Linked DNA regions of Mus musculus: regions 1 and 2 are each linked to region 3. Evidence: chromatin contacts called from public Hi-C data. All regions are on one chromosome and are shown on one strand. The core of a region is the stretch at or near the end of the contact, and the rest is flanking DNA. Distances in the headings are between cores, read along the strand shown. Region 1 has its middle 24 kb from the start of Gm34179. Region 2 holds the start of 4930405O22Rik (RIKEN cDNA 4930405O22 gene). Region 3 overlaps Fbxl17 (F-box and leucine-rich repeat protein 17).

Evidence for each region. A called contact is a pair of places that touch in the nucleus more often than the background predicts.
Region 1: a contact with region 3 is called in a Hi-C map of the N1E-115 cell line, with 5 times the contacts expected there. The contact joins two enhancer-like sites. A contact is called at or near these places in 1 of 15 datasets of contacts at CTCF or cohesin (the NIH/3T3 cell line) and 2 of 484 Hi-C or Micro-C datasets (the N1E-115 cell line and nephron progenitors).
Region 2: a Hi-C map of the N1E-115 cell line shows a contact between it and region 3, with 4 times the contacts expected there. The contact joins the promoter of 4930405O22Rik here to the enhancer-like site in region 3. A contact is called at or near these places in 1 of 15 datasets of contacts at CTCF or cohesin (the NIH/3T3 cell line), 1 of 484 Hi-C or Micro-C datasets (the N1E-115 cell line) and 1 of 115 datasets of contacts at active chromatin or transcription factors (embryonic fibroblasts).

Annotation. Positions count from the first base shown.
Region 1 is chr17:62,961,075-62,965,681 of GRCm38.p6, reverse strand. No RefSeq gene overlaps it. Among named protein-coding and RNA genes, the nearest start is that of Gm34179, 24 kb to the right of the region's middle. Within about 2 kb of position 2,966, at least 23 of the 459 cell types and tissues checked have an H3K27ac peak or open chromatin away from gene starts, as enhancers often do. A contact at or near this core is called in the N1E-115 cell line, where this site is marked.
Region 2 is chr17:63,310,863-63,315,258 of GRCm38.p6, reverse strand. 4930405O22Rik (RIKEN cDNA 4930405O22 gene) reads left to right here and starts at 2,286. Exons shown (of 4, transcript NR_130176.1): 1 at 2,286-2,392. The region is part of intron 6 of Fbxl17 (F-box and leucine-rich repeat protein 17); the gene reads left to right.
Region 3 is chr17:63,143,525-63,148,024 of GRCm38.p6, reverse strand. The region is part of intron 7 of Fbxl17 (F-box and leucine-rich repeat protein 17); the gene reads left to right. Among named protein-coding and RNA genes, the nearest start is that of Gm34324, 110 kb to the right of the region's middle. Within about 2 kb of position 2,039, at least 68 of the 459 cell types and tissues checked have an H3K27ac peak or open chromatin away from gene starts, as enhancers often do. A contact at or near this core is called in the N1E-115 cell line and the NIH/3T3 cell line, where this site is marked.

The DNA of each region.
Region 1 (4,607 bases), core at 1,717-4,216, 180 kb after region 3:
CCAGGCTAGGCTCTTGAGTGTACACTCCTCTTCTCAACGGCTAATTGTAATGCAAGTCCTAGCAGGGTATTTGAGATGAGCCGTTGTTCCTCTTAGTCTTTAAGAGTCTCATCACCTAAATAAATCCTGTTGTAAGAAGGTGACTGCCGATTTGTCTTCTGTCAGGGACTGACTCTGCCCTTATGTATATGTGCAGAAAATTGAATTGGAGTTAGTAAACCTTGTATTTACACTGACCTAAGATTATCTGCTTGGAGCTCTCATTGATGGCCTCTTTTCTGTCATGCTTTTGTAAACACAATTCTCTAGATGTGTTTATGTTTTTCCTTCTTTCAGCTCAAGAGCCTTCTCCACTTGTACTCTCTCTTGCCCATGTGCTAGGATCAGCTGCGACATGTCATAAGGAATTTGTTGCCTGTGATAGTTTCCTGAAGCCTGCAAAGTGTTTGCTTTTCTTCTTCAAGGAAGAGCGCTTCCTGGCTGGGAAGACTGACTACCCCAGTCTTGTTTCCGGTGGAATAATCTGGATGGTGGCATTGAGCGTGTGGGTCACTCATGAAACCATCTAGCACAGGTGATAAGAAGGGCTGGCGCTGCAGTGAGCAATGGGTTCACTCATGGCGTGGAAGGGGGATTCCTGGCTCATGCATTCCACTGACTCCTAGTTAGTTCAACTCAGTGCTTGGAGGAAGGTAATTCCTCAAGAGGGGTAAGGCGCAGCAAATACCAAGACCTAACCCCGGGTCATTAAGGAAAACAGCCTCTCACCTTTGGCTGATTGCAGCCAGGGTACAAAGCAAGCTCTTGTTACCACAGAATCTCTCCATTGATAATCATAAGTAATGAGGTAAAACAAGGTACCTGACTCCCAGTCTGTTAACCCCCACTTAGGCCTAATGATCTACAACCAGCCAGCTTGGTCAACAGGCTACTTTAACTAGAGAGGCTCAGAGTCCATTTAGGGTTCAAGGATGAGTAAGATCTGGGGTCTGGGAACTGAGAGGAGGAAAAGCACTGGGTAAGGGCAGGTGAAATACAGAAAACACAAGTCACCGTTTACTAGGCAAGCATGCCTCACCCCAACATTTCCCTGCAACTTAGCTACGCTCTTGAAGTCTGTCACCTGAGTCATCCCTAGCAGGGTTGGAGTGGCAACCGTTTACCCACAACAGGGAGGCCTCTCACCCTGCAGTTGAAAACCCTGTGCCACGATGCCCAGCGTAGCCAGCAGATTGTAGGGTATTTTAGCTACCCATCCCCACAGCTGGGCACTTTTTCCAGGATATAAACACAAGGCTCAATTGCCAACTTGCTCCGGCCTTACCAACCTGAGCGAATATCTCTACCTGTGTTTTTTGTACCAGATAAAATGGAGACTGTGTTGAAAACTTATTTTTCCTGCCGTCTTCCTACCTGCCGTGTAGATGAAAATCGGGAGCCCTTGGGATATGGAGCTATTTAAAAATAAATGTGGCATATGTAACCATAGCGAGCGATTATATCCATTCTAAATGGACTTTGCCCTAAGAAAAATAAAAAGCCAAGCTTTGGGGTTTTATTTCATTTACCAGAACCCGAGTGGATTGAGCATGATTGAAGTGCCTGTGTTTGGCTGGGCTCCTCTATGTAATACTGGCTTGTTGGACTGGTTTGAGTGGACCCAGCTGTAAAACTAAGAAGCCCCTCCGGACACAATCTCTTCCCAGATGCTGAAAATACCTCCTCTTTGAGAAGTTGGAGGAATAATTCTGCTCCAACAATAGGACATTCTTTCTTCTTGAAGGTTTTATTTTTACAGGGAATAGCAGTGGAGTGAGAGGTTATTCTGTGCCACAAGGCAATGCCCAGAGCTGGGACAGAGTCCTAACCTAGTTAGGAGACTGGGAATTTGATCCAGTACCCTGAAGAGAACATTGTTCTGTGTTTCTTATTAGACACAGCACCCTTGTCCAGACGGCACATCTACCGGGCGCGGGTGACTGCGTGTACATACGTGCATATGTGGGATGAGAATCCCTAAGCTTCTTGGACCTGAGTTTGTTTTTATTTCTGAGGGCATCTGGGTCAAAAATCCCAGCACTGAAATCGCTAAGCTGCATTACAATAGCAGGGCTTATGCTGTGGGCGGGCAGCTCATTCTCTTCCTATGCGTGGTTTTGTGGATGGTTGTGTAGCTGTGACCTCTGGGGGCGAGGGGGGGGGGCATTACCTTGCCTTTGTTTCCCTCTCAGGGTGAACTCAGCCGACACATCCTTATAAAAAGATGGCTGCCTTTTGTTGTTGTTGTCTGCCACTTAGTCGGAGAGTCTTGCTTCTTGATTCAATTTAAGCAACTGTGAGAGTTGAGATTGAAACAAAACAAAAAAGCTTCACAACTCTGTCTGATGTTGACTTTCAAATTGGCTAGAAGGCTCCTGGGGATTAGACAGAAAATATGTGCTACCTTCTTGGGAGGATAATTTTTCTTTCTTTTTAATAGAAAACTTCTGACTTAGACAAAAAGGCCAAGAAAATCTATTAAAAGAAAAAAAATCAGAGTATCTCAAGTGGCTATTCCAATGGAAAACAAAAAAAAGATAGCTAAGCCTTGTACAGCAAGCACCTTTCTCCCTAGGCAGGGACCACAAACTTAGGAAGTTAGTGGTAATAACTCAGCTCACGGGGGATCTAAAGTAATTAAAGGGGTATTGCAAAAAACTCAACCCGGAATGGCTTCAATCTGGATGCACATGGCTTCCGTGGGAAGTAGGGGAAAAATACACATTCCAACGGAGTATAGCAAAGTATTTGGGGACTGGGGCGTATGTAGGTCATAGCAGGGTGTTTGCCCAGTTCACAGGGCCCTGGCTTCAATTGCAGCTTGGTCAAAGAGAAAATATTTTCTATTTGCTTCTGTAACAGTCCTTTCCACTTCCTGAGGGGCGCATTTGAGCTTATCCTCCTTAGGTGAGTACTGAGGCAATACTGTTACAGCTTGTTACGTTGAAGTGGCGAAGAACGCATGCACCTAGCCAAAGAAAGCCCGTCGTTATTTTTCTTAATTATTTTAGAAATGTCATCTCCAATACCATCTGCTCTTTTGTAACTCTGAGGAGAAAATTGAATAAGCACCCATTTCCCGGAGAACCGCTTTAAAAAAGTTTGCAGTCAATTTTTTTGGATGGCTATGAAACAATTCAATGATATGGGTAAGCCTGCAGGATGATAGGAGACCCATTACATGTAATCAGAAAAAAAATATTATGGTGTACACACAGGCAGACTGCTTCCCACAGTTCGGTTAGTTTAGGTTAAGAAATGTTTTCTCTCAGGAAATGCCTTTAAACCAGGGCTACATTTTATTTAATGATGTGGAAAAATTCCACAAAATATCCTTATGAGAAATGTATTTAATTTTCTCTTTTTAAGCCAGTCAGCAAGTAAAGTGAGCTGCATATTGCTCGCATTACTAACACTGCCTGGCAGCGCGGACTGAAATATGCCTGGTCATGCACATTCGGAGGTAATGTTAGTTGGGAGCACTTGGTACGGTTGCTTAGCACTTTCCAGACGCTGATTGGCTTCAGCTGCTGAGATGTCTGCAGTTAGATATTGACAGATGTTGAAATCCAGAGTAAACTCCTCTTGCTTTTTATTTCCCCGCCCCCCCCCCCCATCCCTGCGCACAAAGGAATAACACCAAAGCGCATCTTGCCATCCCCAAACAAGATTCTTGCCTTCTCCCGAATTGAATGACTGCAACTGAAGAAAGCATTTGGGCCCTGATGGAGAGGAGCAGCCATCAACCTTGGCACCATCAGGGTAGGCAGGGAAAGGAAAAAGGCGCGGGAAATGGGACCTGGCTGGCGGTGTGCAGCTGACTTCCCTCCCACTCAGGCAGCCAGCCTAACTCAATTTATCCTTCTCAGGGTTTAATCATAAACAGGTCACACTGTGTCCTCCTCTGGGTCACTCAGTTTCTTTTCTGCCCTTTGGTGGAGGCGGGCTTGCTCTACTCTGCTCTATAAACACTGCGAGGCAATAATGGCATTCTCAAAATATGTGGGACTCGGTTATGAAAACTGTCGGGTCGACGATGATAAAACAGTGTTCTAAATTATCTTTCCCACCTATATTTACAATTTGCAAACTCTAATTTTGACTCCAGTAGAAAGTAAACGGTAAAGATAGGCTGGGTTTTTTTTTTTTTTTTGGCAGAGACGAGTGTGATAGAAAATTCTTGGTGTAAATGAAAAGTATCTGATTTATTTAAGATTTCCTCTCTCATTTGACCTTCACTCTGGATCGCAGCTCAAGGCAACTTGCTTGAGAACTACAAAGAGAACGTGCGTTTTCAGAAGTCAGATATGCAGAGGAAGGTTTTTATGGGCAGGGCTGCTCTTAGGCATTTTAATTTTACTAAAGCTGCCACGGAGTTGGTTTCTTTGTTTGTTTGTTTTTTGATTTTTTTTTTTAAATAGCATCAACTTCTACAAATTTTGAATACATACACTGAGATGTGTAAACACAAATTAAATGGTGGGTCTTGACTGTGTCACAGGTAAGAATTGTGCTTGACCCCCCAGCACATACGTAGCAGATGTGAAGCTCAGTCTCCCAACAATATG
Region 2 (4,396 bases), core at 1,037-3,536, 170 kb before region 3:
ACATCACAGGTATCACAGCAGTTTGTCTTTGTTCTTTCTGAACACTCTCGAGTTCCATCGGGCACAGCAATGAGTTCTAGTCATCAATTTTCTTTTGATTGTATCCTCTTGTCTGATGCCAATTATTACCAAATAATCTAAAGTAGATCTAAAGTGGCTTATTATGAACATAAAGAAAAATAAGGGGAAGAGAATGGGGAGGGGGCAGGGCAAGAGGAGGCAAGAGAGGCCAGAGAGTAAGAGCGTACGGTTAGGTTTTAACCAGAGCACACTGTGGCTGTTAAACAACTTTAGCAGTCAGTAGCTACAGTCAGGTGAGTGTCTTATTTCTTCAGCATGGAGCTGCCCACAAGTTCTTAACAGTGAGGTAGAAATAGGAGGAGCTTAGCATTCCTCACACTGCACCAGTCACTTTACCTGAGTAGAAGACAGGACACTTGGGGCATGTGATGATAAAATAAACTTTTGTACTGAAGTCCCAGTCACCCAAGGCCCCTCTTTTAGCTCTTTTTTTTTTTTTTATTACCCAATTATAGTTTGATCCCCTAACGGGATGTGGCAGTTAGTTTCCCCTGGCAGTTGGTGCTTTTTGCCTTATATTGAGACTGAGAAGTCATGCCATTTTTGCATTTTCTTCATGTTTGTATATCTGGTTGTATAACCATGGATAGCATTTTCTAAGTGGAATATTGCTAAGTACATTTTCTTTGTGTCACATTGATTTTTAAAAGTTTCATATATGCAGATTTTAATATTTTGGGTTTAATCTCAATTTTTGAGCATGTTCTCTAAATTTCTCATGGAATAAGCCACACCCATCTATATGTAAAACAGGTCTTTAGGTTCTGCAGGCAGTATGTACCTGTACTCACATTAAAGTCAGCAAGGGACGAGCCAGACCTTGGCAAGACGGCCAGTTGCACAGTTTTTGGGGGAGACACATCCTTCCCATCTGACCTCCCTAAACCCTTGTCTGCTTGATGCCCTCCCTCATTTAGCAAACTTCAGAAAAATTACTGAGTGGCATCTCATTGTGCCACCAGACCTGTCCTTTTGAGTTGCACTTATAAATGTCAACATTCAGGAAGCTGTTTTGAGGAATTGCATAAAAGCAGCAGAAATATTCTAGGAAAAAAATACGATTACCTTAAAATTAAAAAACAAAAACAAAAACAAAAAATCAAGCAGTCAGATTTTGTGCTGTATGTGGGTAGGTGTGCACACCCATGTGCCTGTGTGGGGGTAGGACAACACATCTCTGTGTATCACTATAAAGTACAGAGGAGGACTTTGGGTGCTATAGTCGATAGTTTTATGTCAACTTGACACAAGCTAGAGTCATCTGAGGGAAGAGAACTTTAATTGAGTAAATACCTTCATAAGTTCAGGCTGTAGGCATGATTACAGGGCATTTTCTTAATTAGTGATTGATGTGGCAGTGCTGAGCCAATTGTGGGTGGTACCATCCCTGGATTCTATAAGAAAGCAGGCTGAGCAAGCCAGGGGAAGCAACCCAGTAAGCAGCATTCCCCATGGCCTCTGCATCAGCTCCTGCCTCCAGGTTCCTGCCCAGTTTGAGTTTTGCCTTGGCTTCTATCAATGGACTGTGACTGGGGATATGTAAGCCAAATAAATCCTTTCCTTTTGGAGTTGCTTTGGTCACGGTGCTTCATCACGTCAGTAGGAATTGTAATTAAGACGAGCTGGCCTCATCACTGAACTTACAGTGAGCGCACACAGCCACACTTTTGAGGTTATTGTGTATGTGTGTATGTGTGTATGTGTGGCCATGATCAGTTTTTTAATGTGGGTTGTGGGGATCCCAGTGCAGGTGTTCATTCTGCACAACAAGCATGTTATTCACCAAGCCATCTCCCCAAACCCACAAATAGTTTATTTTTCTGATTATAGTACAATTACATTTCTATCTTTTCTTTCCTCCCCCGCAAACCCTCCCAAGTACTTCACTCCACAGGGGTCTCTGCTTTCACCAGTTTTTTTATTGCCCACACATACATTCCTAAATGTTAGCTGTTTGGTCTGTACAGTGTTCCTTCACTGTCTGTTTTCAGGGCTGATTATTTGAAACCGGACACCCAGTTGGTGCGCTCTTCTCTGGGCAGACCATCTTTCTCATTCACTGCTTTCTGCAATCACCTCTTACAGAAGAGGAGAGTAGAAAGAGTAGGAGCCAGAGGATCAGGGGTTTGCTGTGAGACTGCTTGGTGATGTCATAGACTGCATAGTAATCTCCTAGTAACAGCAGAAGCCACATTCAGAAAGTCTCACCAGCTTGATGTCCCAAATGTGAGCTGAACAAGGAAGGACACCACCATAATTAGTTCTAATAATGTATGGGTTCTGATCTGGATCATCAGGAGTTTAGACACGGGTAATTTCAACTTATCTCCTCCAATTCTCTCTGGACCAGAGTTAAATGTGGTTTTCTACTTTACCACTGTATTTGAATTCCCTATGTCCGAAATAAAAGTATATGTGGACATACTGAAGCGTTTATTGTGAGGACAAAGCACGTTACTGAAATGTCTGCCTGGAAACTTTGTCTTCTAAATGTACATCAGGACTTTGGTGTGCGGTGCAGGCTTTGTAAGAGCAGTGCATTTTCTGGAGCAGATCCTTGCTGGGCAGTGATAAGCTCTGCAATAATTAGGTAATCTCATCAGTGTGCACTTATCGTGTATGGCAGCTTTCTCTCTGGTGCCATGCCACCCTCCTCTCAGGCGTGGGTACCGGCAGGTGATCGCGCCCGTTTGTAAAGCACACGGCTTGTGGGTCCTGTGTCTGAAGAGATAAGTAGCAGGTTCCCACGTGGAGGCAAAGAGCAAGGAGGAGGCTCTTCCAACTTTGCAAAAGAAAGCACCAGTTGATCCTCAGCACCCATCACTGTAAAAACTCCAGCCCTAGGTTGCCCTCAGCTGCGATACGGCACACACACATAACCAGTATCCATAGAATAAAGCTGAGTGTTTTGGGGATAGATTACACTGAAAAAAAAAAAAAAAAGATCTTCCCTTAAAAATGAAAAGACATTTCAAGACTTTCCTTGATTAACCTTGTATTTGGTCTGTAGAAAATTCAGGTTGCAGTCAGTTCACAAGACTATAAGTAGTAGACTTGTGATCACTCTGGCTTTTAGCTTTTATTACCCGTAGTTTAAAAGATAAGATGGTATTATTGAATATCAAAAATAGCTTCTTGGGTATTAGATGAATGTTAGCATTTCTCCCTGCCTATTCCCATCAACTTGTATTTACACCAGATGGGGAAGGTGCTGACGGACCAAAGTCAGGGTTCCTGTCCAAGGCTTGCTTGGTGAGTGGAAGATCGTTTAAAGAAACACGGGCAAGTCACTGCCAAGCTGCACACTCCAGAGTCCTCCAGTCAGCTCATAGGCAGGTACACCACTGGAGTCACACCCCAATAAGGACAAGCCTGAGGGGCTGCACACTGGTGGTTCTTATGGGCTGACATATTGGCAGCTACACTTTGGAATAGATCTCCCACCACAGTTGATTTACCTCTTACATGACTGTCTTAGTTAGGGTTTCTATTCCTGCACAAACATCATGACCAAGAAGCAAGTTGGGGAGGAAAGGGTTTATTCAGCTTACATTTCCACATTGCTGTTAATCACTAAAGGAAGTCAGGACTGGAACTGGAGCAGGTCAGGAAGCAGGAGCTGATGCAGAGGCCATGGAGGGATGTTCTTTACTGGCTTGACAAACAGAAAATGTCTATGAGTGAACTCGACACCATCCCTCGTGTGTGTGTGTGTGTGTGTGTGTGTGTGTGTGTGTGTGTGTGTGTGTGTGTACGTGTACAGTATGAGTGTTCATACTTGCCTATATGGGTTTGTGTTCATCTGTGTGTGAGTGTATGCATTCACTCACTGACATATTATTACTTGGTTTAAATCTTTCACAGGTTTTTTTTTTTTTTTTTTCCATTTAAATTGAATCTGTATGCACTTAGCTCTTGGCATGTCACCAGAGGCTTGATAGTCATTCGATTGTAGTTTTAAGAAATCTCCACAAATTGTAGGATCTCATGCAAATATTAAGGATTTTGTTTTTTTTTAAATTCTGCTCTTAGTAAACTCCTAAAGTAGGAAGACATGGGATTTTGTTGTTGTTTGTTTTGATCATTTTAATGCTTGTAATTCTGAGGTTAGAATGCATTTTATGTGTGCCTATGATAGCTTTTTAATTTTTTCATACATTTCTAAAATAAAAATCCCAGTTTTGACTTACCCCAAATCCTTTTCAGTATTTTTTTTCTTAGCCATAATAAAACCATAAGTCAAAAGCAAGCTCCATTTATCATGTGTTTATATAAAATAAAGGACAAAGCCTTAAAGCAAACATGAGAAATCAAC
Region 3 (4,500 bases), core at 790-3,289:
CGGGCAGAACTATAGGTGTTTTCTGGGACAGAGAGAGGGGGCAGGGCAGATCAGAATCAGTCAGCAGAATGTGTGTGTTTGGTCAGGATGGGTTGATCCTCCTCCTCTTTCAGGGTCTTACTGGCCTTGAACATGTGTACCTGCAAATTGGTAGACGGAGACTATTCTGCTTTTGAAGGCTGTGCTGCTCAAGGGAGTGGAAAAGTGAGTGTGTGTGTGTGTGAATGGAATTGTTCTATATAATTTTGCTAATTTAAAAATAGAAAATATGAGAAATGGAGACACCCTCTAATATGGTAACCCCCTCCCCCATTACTTTACAAGACATGATGAGAATCTGAAAAGGGTAGAGAGAAACTCTCGGCGCCCTGCTGCAAAGCGATGATAAAAAGGTGTATATGCCAATATTTAAAGACATCCATCAAAAGGCAGGAGTTCATGGAAGCCAGGTTTTATGGTTCTTGATCCTGATCTGCCTCAGCTGAGGTTCTGCAAGTTAAAAGGGAAAGAAGCAGTAGCTAAGAGGATGGAGACCAAGACTCAGGTAGCTCACTCTCTCACTCGCCGACACTGAAAGCACTAGACTGTCAGATCCCGATGTCAGAGCCACTGTTGCAATGACTGACACTGGTACGGAACTCCAGCTGGAAACAAGTGACCACAGCCTTGTCAACCTCTTACTCATAGGGCAAATACATCCTGATGGATCGGGAATGTACTCAGTGACAGAGGGCTTGCCTGCTGGCCTAGCACAGCACATAAGAGACCTAGCTTTGTTTTCTCATGCTACTGAAATGGGGGGGTGGGGGGGAGCGGTGAAGAAGCAGGCTCTGTCCTCTAGTATCTTGTAGCCAGTAGCCACCACAAGACGTTAATATCATAGATAATAGTGATTACCAATAATGGTTGTCCCTGACTCGTTCATAATTGGGGCAACTCTACTTCTAGAGCATATCTATGAACTTAGCTTTGTGTGATGAACTAAAACTCATGTTCAATTCTCTTTGATCAGATTGTGTATAACAATGCTATCTTGAATTTGGGGCTCGGCACGTTTAATATCTAAAAGAAGTTTCTTGTTCCAAGAAGGAAAATGTTGCATATAACTGGGATTATATTCAAATGATCTAAAAAAATGATTACTTCCTTAAATATTTACACATCACAGAAAGACAGCAAACAAAGAATAAAGGAAGGCTGTCATTCTCTAGGTATGAAGGAAGAGATGCATATGGCCATTTTTGAGAAGATATGTTTGGGTAATATAACATATGTGTACCATATGGAGGAAGCTGCGTTAGAAGCCCTCTGGAGAGCTGACTAATACATCACCACTAAGCAGATGTAAATTGCAGTGCCTTAGTCACCTACGGACTGTCTGTCTCTCTTAGCAATTAACAGAGCTCTTAGAGTGGCTAAAAGTGAGTTATTTTTAAAGGAAAAAAAACCACTTCAATGTGTATCTACAGTGTATTCATTTTTATCCTTATCACTTATGTACTGACTCTCACAACCATTTGTACCAACGATGTGACTGAAGGGCAGAAACGTGACAAATGACCCTTCCACTCTGGGATCACAGAAACTAGTCTTTGGTGCCTAGAATCATGTTCCCCACATAGGTTTTCTCAGCGTGAGCTGCCCTGTCTCTTGATTGCTGATAAGCAGGCTGATGTCAGCTTCTCTGTTTTGCAAGAGCTCTTTTTTTTTTTTTTTTTTAAAGCAGCTTGGCTGTATCATTTTTGAATGGCCCTTCACCGGGTTCTTTACAGCATTCCCAACACTCATCCGGCTTATGTTAATCTCATTTCAGCTCACCATAAAGCAGTTGTTTTCATGTCTAATCGGCAGGCTTGCATAATCCACAAGAAGCCTGCCGTCTAGTGCATTTCTTCAGCCTGGGAAACATGCCTCATTCTAGGATACTGCTGTTTGTGAGGCTCTTTGTTTGCCAGCATCCGAAGCCTGGCTCACCTGTGATGCTGATGAAATCGAGCAGGTAACAGAGTGGGGAGTTCAGGTCTCTGGCCATGTAGTAGGAGGTTGGACACCCGTCACTTTGATCTTGACCTTGTTGATACAGTGAGTGCTCACTCTGTCCACCAACCCAAAGGTCACGCCGGCCTTCTTGATTGGATTTTCTACTCTGTCAGTCAGCACACCATTAGGCAGAGTGCTGCCAGTGACCCCTGTAATCTCAGTATTGCCAGTAAGAGGTGTGTAGGGTTCTGTTGATGGGGGCAAATACGTAAATCATTTCAGCTTGTATTGTACGCCTGCCACAGGCCAAGAGATACACAAAACCCACAAGATAGAAAGCACACTTTCTGCCTTCACGAAGTGTTATGGTGGAATGATGAAAGCCCACCTCATGGTTAGATGGGACACACAGTAAGTGCGGCTGGAGGTTAGGATGTGAGCATTTGGCCGCTGGTTGCCTATTGTAACTAGTCTGCAGTCTGGTCTGTCTTTCTCTGCATGTGCATTTTAAAAGCTCCCCGGGCTGCCTATAGCAGCAGCCCTTGAATGAGAGTCTCACAGGCTTTTAATGATATTCAGAGCTGTTAAGTGGAGTTTCCCAGAGGACAAAAATCACAGTGTACCACTGGCTTCAGAGTCCTTTATTCCACCCTTGGAGAATTGCTGCACATAATAGATTGAATAAGACTGGGCTGATTTGCATCCCTTATCCTCCAATCGGTGACTCAGCTTCTTAGCTTCTTTATGCTTAGATGACTATTGGGTGTTTCACGTACATTCCAGAATCTTTTTGTCTCAAAAATAACTGATACCCTACTCTGTTTATATGTGAGCTTATAGATTTTTTTCCTTAATAATAGGACTTGTCATCCTGGCTTTCTGCTGGCTTTTTATTAATTTAAGAAACATTTTTCCCATGCTAACATTGAACAGTTTTTTTTCGTCATCCTTTGCTAATCCATAGTTACTTTCAGTGATTAAATGGTTTCATTTTCATCCTCTGGATTTTCTTTATATGGAGAAACTTCCGTTGACTGGTTAAGACAGTGCCAAAAGCATGCTTGGAGTGTGTGAAGCTGGTGATCTTGTTTCTGTTCTACCTTATAACACAAAGAGTTTACCATTGTAAATAGTCCTGCCACCCAGCCTCATGTTTACACATGGGATTTGCTAGTGCAGTATATGTCAAGGGGCAGAATAAAACAGCAATAGGGGCTCTGATGTCTGGTTCCTTGAACGTGTTCTCAGGAAGTGGAATAAGCAGGTCTGTAAAAATGGTGGCTGCTTAGCGTATCTCTTGTCCACCTGCATAGGAATCATTGTGTAGCGCCACCACCACCAATACCTTCAAGAGAAGTAAGACAAAGGTATCTGCCAAGGGAGAGGGCATAATGGGTGCAGGGGAGGTTGTACCCAGAAGCCAAAGATAGGTAGCATGCTTCAGAGGGTCTCACCCCTGGGAAGAGTTTAGAAACACCAACTAGTACACTGAATGAATCACAAGCCTCTTTGACCTCACTCAGCAAGTTAGGTAATCTCTTCTCAGGACAGAAGTATCCACAGGGAGAGGTAACACTCAGAGGTTCTGAGCTACTAAGAATTTAACAAATTTCAGAGCATAGGCGGACATATCAACATTGATGTTCAACAGTGCCTCAGTGAGAGAGCATAAAGTACAACGTTTGAAAGATAAGTTCACTTCCAAATTTACCCAGTCTTGCAAGTGGACACACATGAAGAGGAAAACTACCATTGCAACTTAAATAAATGGCTGTCATAGCGATCACATTAAAAAAGACTTACCATAAGAAATAGAGCCAAGTGACCAGTGCATACCACAGCAGTATTTTCTGCATAGGTGTTGCCAGCATGAACACTCTAAATTGGAAAGAGATTTCCAATTCGGGCTTTTTGTCTCTCTGACCCTACAGCTCTGCTCAGATTCTCTGGGAATTTCTTCAGCTTACAAACAGTTCTCTTAATTGATTAGCAGGTGGCATGCTGCTCCCTGGCTCGCCCCAGCCCCCCCCCAGGTTGCTATGGAGACACAGCCTCCACTTCCCTGTTATGTCTTTTCTGTAGAAGGAGGTCTTGTGCACCTATTGGACAGGCTGCTGCTGGCGTTTCCTAGTCGTGGGTATCGGTTCCACGTACCTTTTTGGCTGAACAAGGGAAAAGTGACCCTTTCCCTAGCTCGAATGCTTACATCTTGCAACACTATTTTTCTTTAATGGGGTAATTTTTCTTTTTCTTTTTCTTTGCTTTACCGCCTTACATTGCTAGTTCTTAAGTACCAGAGTGTTAGTGTTCTTAAGTAAAACCCTGAAAGCATGTTCACTTTCTTAAAGGTTCTAGGTACCACTGCAAATGTACTCAAGAATTCTAATACCACTGACAACACCTTTCCTGTTTAAATATTATGCACAGTATGTTTGAGATCTCTCCCTCTCTGTCTCTCTGTCTCTCTCTCTCTCTCTGTGTGTGTGTGTGTCTCTGTCTCTCTCTCTCTCTCTCTCTCTC